Regions from separate parts of the Zea mays genome. Here region 2 is linked to region 1. A link is a contact called in public Hi-C data. All regions are on one chromosome and are shown on one strand. Each heading gives the region's core, a stretch centred on a gene start, on an enhancer-like site or on the middle of the called end of the contact. The rest is flanking DNA. Distances are from core to core; before and after follow the strand shown.

The links. Hi-C and Micro-C count contacts between places; a contact is called where the count stands out from the background.
Region 2: a Hi-C map of tassel shows a contact between it and region 1, with 2.6 times the contacts expected there. The contact joins the promoter of LOC100217076 here to the promoter of LOC541986 in region 1. A contact is called at or near these places in 5 of 25 Hi-C or Micro-C datasets (ear, endosperm, leaf and 1 more).

Annotation. Positions count from the first base shown.
Region 1 is chr1:13,067,103-13,073,194 of Zm-B73-REFERENCE-NAM-5.0, reverse strand. It overlaps LOC541986 (glutathione reductase 1), which reads right to left and starts at 1,262. Exons shown (of 11, transcript NM_001305818.1): 1 at 773-1,262. The coding sequence starts at 1,131. It overlaps LOC103631754 (putative ion channel POLLUX-like 2), which reads right to left. Exons shown (of 24, transcript XM_008653068.4): 13 at 5,614-5,690; 14 at 5,445-5,525; 15 at 4,626-4,820; 16 at 4,430-4,543; 17 at 4,205-4,297; 18 at 3,998-4,124; 19 at 3,806-3,885; 20 at 3,448-3,495; 21 at 3,292-3,361; 22 at 3,153-3,226; 23 at 2,953-3,063; 24 at 2,319-2,745. The coding sequence ends at 2,626.
Region 2 is chr1:13,466,070-13,472,572 of Zm-B73-REFERENCE-NAM-5.0, reverse strand. LOC100217076 reads right to left here and starts at 1,478. Exons shown (of 7, transcript NM_001348788.1): 1 at 1,350-1,478; 2 at 1-189. The coding sequence starts at 132. LOC111590578 (a long non-coding RNA gene) reads left to right here and starts at 3,848. Exons shown (of 4, transcript XR_002749714.2): 1 at 3,848-3,933; 2 at 5,794-5,859; 3 at 6,367-6,446.

The DNA of each region.
Region 1 (6,092 bases), core at 13-2,512:
GTTCTAACACTACGGGAACGAGATTGTTCCCAGAACGAGGAATGTGGCCAAGTTCCACGTTCTTGGTTTCTAAGTGCTGAAACAGGCTATATTACAGTGGCACAGGCAAGACAGAAGGGCTTGCAATTTCTGAAGGTGAGCCTATTGTACATCCAAAAAAAATAATCAATTAACACTCTAGTAGAAACAGCAAATTTTCAAGCGTTTATCAAAAGTTGCACACACTTTTGATAAAAGTCTCACACTTCAATTAACATTCTAGCAGAATCAGAGTTTTATGAGCACATATTTGCTACTGTACAAAAGTTGGAATGACCACAAATTGTGCAAGTGAAAATCATGTAGCTCAAACACTGATGTAACATCAGGCCAACATCTCCATCACAAAAAGTGACATCATCAGTCAATAATCAGACCCAAAAAAATCATAAAAATAATATTATGCCATTTGATGTGCGATTGCATTTAGTGTTCTCGGTCCAAATACGCGTTCAAAAAAACTATTAATGCACATGGTAGTAACACAGAGGTGTAGTCCCAACAAAAACATCTCGCCGCCAAACAACACTGTCAATTAAATGCGCAGTCACCAGTCAGTTTGCTAGGCAATCACCCTCCAGTTGTTATCACTGCATGAGAAGTTCATGCCAACCGTGTGAATGGCAGATGCAAAACTGAAGCAAACTATGTGGCGAAGGCACGATCAGGCCAAGCAAAAATACACGGAGTACATGCCAAATACAGTAGATGAACAAGAGAGGCATCCACTTACGTGCCGCCGAGGCCACCGAGCTCGTCCGAGGCGATCGTGGCGAAGGGCATCTCGCAGATGGCGACGCGCGAGCCGTAGAGCGCGGAGGCGAAGCGCGACGCGCGGACGCCGCCGCTCCCGGCACCGATGGTGAAGAGGTCGTAGTCGTACTCCCCCTCAACGGAGGCGCCATTGGGCGCCGCCGCAGCGGACGCCGAGACGTGGCGGCGGCAGGGGTGGGCCAGCCTCGGGAGCGCCGCGAGGGAGGGGAGGCGGAGGAAGCCCCCGCGGAGCTGGTGAGCCCCGCGCGAGGAGAGGGTGCGGGTCAGGGTCTGCAGCGTGGAGGAGCAGGAGAAGGGGAGCGTCGCGTGCGCCGCCATGGCTGGCTCCTCGCCGCTGCGGCGGCAGCGGCGCCGCTTCCGAGAGAGTAGGGGAGGGGAGGGGAGGGGAGGGGAGGGTGCGGATAGGCGTGGCGAGGCCTGGCCAGATAGACGGTTCGTCTGGTGTAGTGGTGTGTGTGGACTGTGGAATGCGTCTTCCTCCGGTCTAAAGGCCCCCGCTAATCAACTGTGAAGGCGTAGTTTACGATCCTCTAAGAGAGAGTTTACGTAAACGAATTTGCGAGGCGGATCCACGGATACTGCGACGTTTGTCTTGCTGACCTCCAGGCTCCAGCCCAATGCTTTCACTGATCAAAACGAATTTGCCGAGGGATTTTTACCACGTCACTGCTGAAAATGATGTCCAGGAGTCAGAACAGCTCCTCAAAACGACTCCGCCGCCTCATTTGTTCTTGATACTGAACACTAATACCGCCGTCAGTCTCGAGTTTCTTTGTAGAATCCGAAGCAGATGCTGGTAGAATTGGCAGTGGCTCCATCCATCAGTTTAGGTCCGGATTTCAATTTCAGGCAGCGTGCATTGCTGCAGCGGAGTCTTGCGCATTCCAGTATTTTTACTTATCCCTTCTTTCTTTTTATTAAATTAAGAAAAAGGTGTGCGTTCCAGCTGGGAGATACTTCATGATCATGGCCAATTGGCCACCAAGCTTCACTCCAAAGGCATTTCCCGCTGGAGTTCCATGTTCCTCGTCCAGACATCTAGCATCCAACTTTGGGCAGTATGTGTCATTCCTTCCGATCATGCCACGATAAGATGTTGTCAACGAAGCATCCATCAAGCAGAAGCATCAAAATGATGTCCTCGTCTCTCAGTAACTGGCTCAGATATAGCAGCCTGAATGGCTTTCTGTCGATCGTTGTGCGTCAGTATAGGTTTGGGAGCATCTCATGATGGCATGTATATATGCGGAGATGCAGCCTGTAGGTAAAAGAAATGGACAAGCAAGAGAAGAAGAATATTTAACAGACCTCTTAGATCCCAAAAGGCTGAAGCAGTGGCTTGGTTAATGAAGCAAAGTGTAAAACAAACTTTTCTTGTGCCAAATGCTAGAGGCGACGAATTTATCTCCCAAAGAGAACAGCAAGGCCATACCTAGCTGATTTTGTCTAGCTCAGGACTAAAAAAATGGAAACATTGTATTCATTAGTCAGAAGGAAACAACAAGGAACATAGTCAATCAATTTTCCTTCATCCTTCCTTTATTCAGACATCTGTACCATACAAGTTGCCTGTGTTATTCACTATGTTTACAGATAAATAGAAAAGATTCTGCGGTTAAACTGTGCAGTAAAATATTTGCATCAAAGAAGTTCTACGGCTATGGGAGGAACAAAACTTGATTTGTGGCCTTTAAACTATATTTTGCTTTCCCTTTGTACAAAAAGAAAAGGATTATAAACAGGTTATATGTCATCTCTTCATGGTAGCAAGAGTTGTTAGAGTTTCTGTGAAGAGATATAAAGCTGAAAATTTCATCCTGAAGTTTCTCCGCCCATCATAATTGGTTGTTCACCTTCAAACTCCGATATCACAATGAGCGAATCATTCATTTCAAGGGACAGCGGCTCCGATTTGTTGATAGGATTAATATGCTGCCATGGGACAAAGTAAATATTCGTTATCAGCACCTAGCAGATTATAGCTGCTCACATTCAAAATGACCAAGAACCTCATGTCTAAGCAAATCAGGTCAATAGAATTTTAATGGCATCTGAACAAAAAGATGATCTTAACAAGACCTTGTGTACTTAGAACATAATTTCCACACAAACTGACAAATAACAAAGAAAACAAATTACCTGCTTGCCGTCCTTGATGTAACCAATCGCAACTTCACGGCGTAAAACTGCTCTTTCAGAGAGCTCCAAGAATGATATTTTCTCTCCTTCCTTCATGTACAGCCCAATTTCCTAAAATGAAATAAACGCAGCAGTGTACATGCTTTAAGGACCACAGGCAGGCTATAATGTGCTGGGAACACCAACTATAGCAATAGTACCTTAATATAGATCTCATCGCCTTCAGCGTTCAGGATATCCTTCCATACTTCATTCAGCTCACTACTTTCCGCAACTACATTCCATTGTTATCATTAGGAAAAGAACTTGAAAGAAAATGAAACAAAACAGATAACCAACCTTGTGCTGTCACACGACTCATTATTTCCTCTGCTCCAATAAATGAAAGGGATGGTCTTATTTTAGATATCTATATAAAATGAAGAAGTCAAGATTTTTTTCCAAATTTAAATATTTCCACGGCTTGAGCAATTTAATATATTAGAAAATTCTTACTTGTTTTCCTAGTCCCATGTCAACGATTTCTGATACAAGATTCTCAACCTAAAAAGCATTTCAAATGAAAATCAGATGACAAAAAAAATGGTGTCTTTTTGGACTTAGAGTAGGAATATTTATATTTATAAGAAAAAAACATTGGATAATGGCTAATTGAACCACATCAGGATCCAATTTAAGTTATGCTGTCAAGGGAGAACAAAGAATAAAGTAGCATCATGGAACCGATTGTATCTCACTAAATGGCTTGTTTATTCTTGGTCACATTTGAGATTAATAGATACTTTGATGCGAACGTGCAGGTTCAGTTATTGCATTATAAACATTATTACTGAAGTGTTAGTTAGGAGCTGACCATAACGCCATGTTTCTGGCAAATGTTTTCAGCAAGAAGAAGGGTGTATGCCAACTGTTTATCAGCCTGTGCAGCATCTGCTGGAACCAAAGTTACAAATAAAACTTCACTTATAATAATTATCATATGATGATAAAAAATACCATCACCGATGATGATAACAGATAAACATCCTCGTTAATTTACTGGTACCTCCAACAAACCAGTCTCTGTCAGATATCACAACTATTGACAGTGGAACCTCTTTATCTGACTTGGCAGATTCTCGTACGTTAATTATTGTTTCCTTCAGAGTATCGTAGTTCAAAGGACACCCCACCTGTATTGGTATGTTTTGAGATAAAATTGAAACTTTTTGTCTGTCCATGAACACTAACAAAGTTAGAGACTGAGAGATACCCGGTGAGTAACTTTAACATTTTTAAGCTGGCTCTGCAAAAGGGGGTTGATGATACTGCTCCTCTCTTTAATAGGGGTTTCCGACAAGATTTCCTGCACATTTAACTAACTTCATTAGTAAAATTATACCCTAACTTTTGTATGGGAGTACAGGTATAACCATATGAACCATGATTAAAATGTGAGTAGCACAATTTGTTTATTTTTGTCACTGTGCCTACATACCACTGTACTACCAGGTCCAAGGTAATTATCGTACTCCCGTATCATTTCGGTAACTTTTGGCCGCCAACCAACAATAAGTACACATTCCTTGGGTCCAAGCATATAATCACTGCTCTGCATAAAATTAACCGCAGATGAACCCAATAATTTGGAAAGCAATGAATTACCATAGATGCATCCTTATACCAAACTTTACCTTAGAAAGAGATTTCAAGGGGCGCTTTACAATGTTATTTAGCCGTGTTTCATTATCCATGGTAGTAGCCATATTAAATGATCCTTGACCCTCTCTTGGCTCTGAGTTACGACTCAATGTTTGTGTTTCTTTCCGTACACTTAATGCTCTATATTGTGGTCTTTTCATCCCACGAACAGGAGCAATAAGAAGCAACTGTGAAGCGGGAAAAGAAAGAAAGAAAGAAAATCAAGAGCACATCAAGTCATCATTCTGAATATAAAATGTCAGGCATCTACTCATGATTGATGCTAAAAAATTGGTTTTCAAGTTGATGAAGCTGTCTTTTTACATATACTACTCTTTATTTTGCAATGAAATTAGTTTTCACTCATTAGAGAAAAAACTGAGTTGCTTCCCTTTGGTTGCTTAATGAACCATGATGTATACCCTCTCTTTATATAGAAGAGTTCACCTTAAGTAAACTGTAAATGGGATCTTATAGACATGAACCTATCCTTCCAAACCTTACAATAGATACATTGCTAACTAAGATAACTTGGCTTCCAAGTTGATGAAGCTGTCTTGGGGGAAGGAGATAGTGGTTGCTGGCCACCATCCCCTTGGTTGGATATTAGCAGCTGGGCCAGCCGCTGCTTTAGGACCATGACAGTATTCCATTACCTCACTCTGATGGATGATTCAACCATTCAGGATAACTACTGACAAGGGCTTGAAGCTTTCAACAATCACGCTGCTATCATGAACTCCTATATCAAGGGAAATAATTTTCTAGTAGTTGAACTCTATATAATAACCAGCATCCAGAAAGATACATACTTTGTCTGTTTCTTTCAGTAGTTCTTCCTCGCTTGGGTGAAAATGAATTTTTCCAGACCGGAAGATACCACAAACGACTGCCTGACCATGAACATAAAGAGGAAATGTGATAGCAAAAGGCAATGGAGAATACAGCGTGGTTGAATTAATGATATGGAAAGAACATTACATCATGGATTTTACGTCTCACATCCATATACTTCATGCCCTCTAATTCAGGCCGCCTGAAAAGGTTGAAAACATTTTCTGCAGGACAAAACAACGCATGTAACAAACAAAGTAGCATAGCTACCTCTATATCTAGAACCTAAAGTCACGGCCGGGCCGACATAATTCAAGGCCCTGTATCGATTTTTTTTCTTTTTTTCTTTGTTAAGAATAGATGATATAGATTAATCTCATTTATTAACAGTGATTGAATTATTAATGTAGGAAATGGCATAATAACGGTAACGAGTGATCTTAACGTTTGAATGTTATGCCAGTATGTGCTAGCTTGGATGTTATGCCAGTATGTGCTAGCTGCACTTCGCCATATAGCCAAAATGAGTTGCATGAGAGATTGGTACTCGGTTGTTACGACAAACACTATGTTTTATTCTTGTCGAGCTGACTTAGCTAGACCATCTAATCATTACTAAAATTTGT
Region 2 (6,503 bases), core at 229-2,728, 400 kb before region 1:
GTTTTCCTCTATTTCCCTTCTACTGAAATACCACGATGGACCAAGTTTCCCAGCTTCCTCACGCCTAGCCTGGGATCCATTGGAGCTATTGTCCACAACTCCATGATGTGATGAATCACTTGGCTTAGCCATGTAAGCTTGGTTATATTTGGTACGAATTGATTTGCTCCTCGAACTCCTAATCAGTCTCTGAATAGAGAAAGTGCACCTGGTGTTCAACAGGCACAATGAAATAAAAAAGGACAGCATGGCAGGATGCAGCTTCAGAGTAATGTACAGAGCGGCATGTGCATTTAAACAGACAACCTCAATCCCATAAAAATGAGAAATGAAAGAATGGTATATTGCTTGCCATAACATGCTAGAAGGCCCAAATAATACCATTGTTATTTAAAAGTCGCTTAAGCGCCTTTTAAACGCCTTTCAAGCGCCAAAACGCTGCTAAGTGCCTAAGGCGCTAGAACGTTTCAGGAAAACGCTGCTAAGATCATAGATGGAAGGGAGATTGAGAGTGATGCTTGTGCCATTGTGGTTGTGGGCATGTCATTTTAGTTGATTATGTGCCTGTGGTTGTCACATGTCATTTTAGGCTATCTCCAGCAACTCTCCTATCCCATTCCCTATCCCACCTCCTATTTCAAACTCCACTCTGCAAACAGTGCTATCTACAGTGAAAACGGTGTTTTGCACGACTATATGCACGATCTACTGGACACAGACTTAGAACTTGTGTTTTAGTTGATTGTGTGCTTGTGATTATGGACATGTCATCTTAGAACTTGTTATTATGAGAGGTTGGTATTTCCCTTGATATTATTATGTGAACTTATGTTATATTGATATTTTGTCCATGGTGTTTAAAAAGATGTTTTAAAGCTCACTTAAACGTTTTAAATTCAAAAAGTACTTGCGAGCGCTTCAACGTTTTAACGCTTTAATAACCATGAATAGTACACAATCATGCCGCATTTCATGATGATATTCAAAATTTAAGAATGGGATTGTATGGCTTAAGAGTTAAGACAATCCTACAATTCGTTAATAAGAAAGCATCCCACCTTTAATAATTGGAAAGGTTAACAAACTTCTGATCCCAAGCTAGACCAAATGCACAAAATAATTCACCGCCCCTTTCTTTTCCAGCATTGTCCAACCCCACCACACCCAGGGGCGGACGCAGCAAAAGACATGGGTGTACACCAGATAATGTTTTGCATACAGAATCGAAGTTACTAGGCGTAATCATCTATAAACTTGCAATTAGAACAGATCCGAAAACAAACAGCTTAAGCTAGGGTTTGGGTGGTCGGTTTCGTACAGTAGGAACGGAAGAGAATAAGTGGCCGTACCTGGTGGTGCTTGTCGCCGGCTAAGGGCCCGATGGAACCTGTCGTAGGGCCGGACGGAGACCTGGGCGAGGCCGGCGGCGGCGGTCGCCCAGTCGGCGAAGGAGCGCACGCGTTAGGGGGAACGGGAGACGAAGAGAGCTCCGCCGCATGGATAACCTGGACCGGAGTCCAGGTCCAGGCCTGTTCGGATGAGATCCCACCAAAATTTACATGGGCCTGGAGCAGACTTGACAGTTTTGGTCCATTCCGTGGGTGTCTATAGGCCCATTTCTTTCTACTAGGTGAGTGTCTGTGCGTTGCAACGGGAACATATAATATCATGATTATATATATAGGTATATGTCCGTGCGTTGCAACGGGAATAACAGTGCACACATAGGCCATTGTTTAGTAATGCTAGTAAGAATCAACTCAATAATCATAATAAATATTGAAGTATGCCAGTTTTATTAAAAGAGATCCAAGCAATCCCGACACACGTTTGTATATAAATATTTACGAATTCACATGTACCATGAAGTTGGACAGTCAAAGGTTACATATGCAGACGACGCACACCGTGTTGCTTGTTGTTTATAGCGATGACGCGGAATCCCAACTCTCATCCAGGTGTTCACCAGCATCATCATGCTCTATTCATGTCATGCGTGTTGTAGCCCTGCACGAGCATGACGAAGGACATCATATTCCGCTCTAGCATTCCGACAAACAACCTACACCATATTGAGAGTCTAGTATTTTCACAGAGGCTCCAGAAATACCAAGGCATACTGAAATTTTGTCTCTTCAAGTTGCCACTCACAATCCTTGAATTGCATGTATGGGGTCACAACCTAAATATTGTTATCAGGAAAAAAGATGGTGTAACAACTGATAGCATTAGCAGCTCAATTTCTAGAAAAAGTGAAGCTTAATGTATAGATTACAGGAAACATAGAAGTAACAAGAAGTCATGTGGGCGAGTTGGTCGTTCTAGCCCCCTAAGGTGCAAATCATACCGTTCATTTTATATACTATATAGCAAGTGTTATTAAAATATTTAAATATTGAGCCAAGTCTAAGTAATTTTCTAAAGATTTCAACTCCTCCCTGGGCGTGAAGTCATGTGGGCGTGAAGTCATGGAGGCAGAGACAGTTGTTGCTCCTGCGCCAGAGAGGGGAGGAAAGGCTTCACGCCTCCAAGGTAGCAACAAGGCGTGAGGGGGTAGGAAAGGCTTCACGCCTCCAAGATTTCAGTCGATTCCTTGCCAGAACTATTAAATAAAGGTGTTAATGTGCATGATGAATGCTCACAGTCGATTCCTTGCTAGAACTATTAAATAAAGGTGTTAATGTGCATGATGAATATTCAGTCAATTCCTTTACAGAACTGTTAAAAAAAATAGCCACAAGAGGATATGAGCAGGGTAGGAGTGAACTTAACTTCGTGATGTAGGTGGAGGTGGTCTGCGTACAAGAAAATCCGAAAAACAGAAGCTTGTTGTTACCAAGAACAATTCAGATAGTTGTTTCTATAAATAATTTCACATGTACAGCTTCAATTCAAGATCCTTTCGATAACATTCTCTGGATATAATTGGACAACAAATAAGAAGAAAATCAGTAGCCACAAAATGTACAATAAAGACTACGTGAAAGATAGTTATAAACCTATGATACACATGAATGCGAATTTGTGTTCCTGGGATGAAGAAACATTGTGTGCCTTTGACAAAGACCCTAGCTGCTTTTAAGCCGATAATACTGACATGTTTGACATCCCTACAAATATTTGATCAATAACAACTGATGAAATCGTTAAGTGAAGATAATCTAATGGTGAGTTGTATTGATAAAATATTTTTGTTCACTCTGAGTCAAAACTTATTGTTAACTTTCAAGCCTTCTAATTTCATTCATTATTGGTGAGGTAAAAAATGTTACACTTTATAGATCCCACCAAAATTTACATGGGCCTGGAGCAGACTTGACAGTTTTGGTCCATTCCGTGGGTGTCTATAGGCCCATTTCTTTCTATTAAGCCGATGCGGCTTCCTCCACGTACGCACGGTCCACGTTAGCTGAAAAACCTGAGCCGCACGTCTACACGCCGTTTAGCATCGTCGCCGTACGCGTGGCTACCGGTAGCAATTAGCTGAAAAACCTGAGCCGCACGTCTACACGCCGTTTAGCATCGTCGCCGTACGCGTGGCTGCCGGTAGCTTCTTTTGCTTTACCTGCGCACGTGCCTTGCTCTACCACTACCGTTCTAGCTTCCTCTGGTCAATAAAAAAAAGGAAAACACGCCGGCACCGCCTAGAAGGCTCTCGGTCTGCTTGCTCCTTCTTACCACAACGACCACGCTGCTAGCGCCGACAGCGACGCCGCCGCTGCCTCAACGTGCGTCCAGCCCCCGCCGTCGTCGTTTCTTGGAGGTAAATAGATCCTTTTCAGGCTTCACTTTCCTTTACCCTGTTTGTTGCTCAGTAGAAGGGTCCCAAACTCTGATTGCTTTCCAGTATGGAGACATTGCGTTTGGTTTTGAATCTTTGCAATGGGGTCTCCATGTACACTTGAAAGCCCCCGCCGCCGTCGTTTCTTGGAGGTAAATAGATCCTTTTCAGGCTTCACTTTCCTTTACCCTGTTCGTTGCTCAATAGAAGGGTCCCAAACTCTGATTGCTTTCCAGTATGGAGACATTGCGTTTGGTTTTGAATCTTTGCAATGGGGTCTCCATGTACACTTGAAAGCACGCATGCTTTTTGCTGCCCTTTTTTAGTCTACCTACACTATAAGGCACAGATGCCTTTTGATCTCTTTTATTATGCCACATTAGAAACCCTAAATGTGTTTTTCTCTGAAATGTGTTTTCCCCTGAAATGGACCTGCCTTTGCTTTTTACTGCTCGCCCCGCATCCACAAACGCGTTCGTGCATTTGGACTGCTACCTAATATCTATGCTCCTTCATTTTTTTACCCCCTTTACAAACAAGATTAGGGTATTGCATTTCCCTAAAATAAAAGGTGATTCGCTCTGTGCTAATATAAGGCATGGTCAGGGGTCCAACATACAAATGTAGACTTCAATCTAACCTTTCTTATTTTTTTGGACCTTTTCTACAGTATATGTTATTTTGGGGTGTATTCATGGAATATTTTAGTTCATCTTATTGTATTGTCTTCTTAAAATTTCTTTACTCACGCTTTACATGATACAATCAATTGCCTTTTATAGGTCTTCAATATGTATACCACCCAAAGCCTATTTACAATTGCATTCATTAGTTGTAAGAATTATGTTATACATGGGAATATTGCTTCAAATCTGCATATTTTAGCTTAATATTACTCTTCCATTACCGTCTCTATTTATGTGGTCGTATTTTACTTTTTATGCTCTTTTCTTAATGCTCCGACTTAGCCTCTTGCTGCGAAGTGTCAGCCGCAAAATCACATATGTAAATATTGTGTTCATTGTTACTACCTACGTAAATGTTACTGTCTTTCATCTTTTACATTGCTAATACCTTTTTAGTTCGGCCCATATATATATTTTTTACGTGCATTATGCGCCTGATCATCAAATGTTATATCACCCAAGCCCTACTTACATTTACATTCATTCGTTGTAAGTATTTCGTTATAGATGACAATCTTGCTTAAAACCTGGAAGTTTCAGCTTAATATTAGTCCTCGATTGTTGCCTCTATTTACGTGGTTGTATTTTATTTTTATGCTCTTTTCTTGAATGCTCTGACTAGGCCTCTTGATTGATATATGTTCTCTATTATTACCTTCATTTGAGTGACTGTATTCTCTTACTTCTTATGTAATATCACATACAATTCGGCTGTTTAAGATTACTATTTATGTGTATATTGCTTAAAACCTAGAAGTTTTGCCTTCATATCAATCCTCTATTTTTATCTCCAATTATGTAACTATATTCTATTTCCAATGCTCTTTTCTTATGCAATGCATTATCGTTTTCATTGATATCAGTCGTCTATTATTAAATTCTGTTGTAGATGACGATCTTGCTTAAAACCTAAAAGTTTCAGCTTAATATTAGTCCTGTTGCTTCTATTTACATGGTTGTATTCTATTTTTGCTGCTCTTCTCTTCAATGCTCTGGCTAGGCCTCCTTATTGATCTCAGTCCTCTATTATTGCCTTCATTTCAGTGACTGTATTCCGTTACTTCTTATGTAGTATGTCATACAATTCGGATGTTTCGGATTACTATTTATGTGTATATTACTTAAAACCTGGATGTTTTGGCTTCATATCAATCCTCTATTATTATCTCCATTTATGTAATTATATTCTATTTTCAATGCACTTCTCTTATGCAATGCCTTAGGCTTTTTATTGATATCAGTCGTCTATTATTACGTCTATTTGTGTGGCTGTACTCTAATTTATTTATGCTTTGTTTTTCTTTTGCTCAAAACGTGCCTCTGTAGCTATTTGTGTTGGCGCTAAGGTGTATGGTCGCAAGAATTGGATCTTTCAACAAGCAAAACATACAAGTGAGTAATATGTTTATTCTCACTACATATGCAAATATTACTTTTTTCCTTCTATTACGTTCAATTGGATCTTTCAACAATCAAAGCATACAAGTGAGTACTATGTTTATTCTCACTACCTATGCAAATATTACTTTCTTCCTTCTATTACGTTGCTGCTGCCTTTTTGGTTTGAGTCGTATTTCAAATTGTGTCACATTCGTAGTTGTTTACAACAAAATGTCATTTAAAGATCTAGAAAACGAACTCCTAATCAAGTCAGTCATAGCTTCAGATGGAAGAAACCTATCCTTGCCATCAAACAAATTAAACATTCTAGCATATCCGTCAACTCCAACAAAACTACTATCTAGAACAAAACAAAAAATTTCACCCTCTACAACACTGTCCAACCTATCAACAACCATTCTCTAGATGTAAGTCAAACTCAACGTGGTTAATACTTCATTTTTTCCAACTTATTTAGCTTTACATGTCCCTATGCTTACACATTGATTTACATGCCAGCAACATAACAACCTTGAAGCTCAAGGCAGCCTTGGAATTGAAGACCAAAATCTACAGTCTTTTGAGTCACCACCGAAAAGGTACTGAAATAAAATGCACAAAATGACGATCTTCTCCCTTCTGAAATCCATCATTTC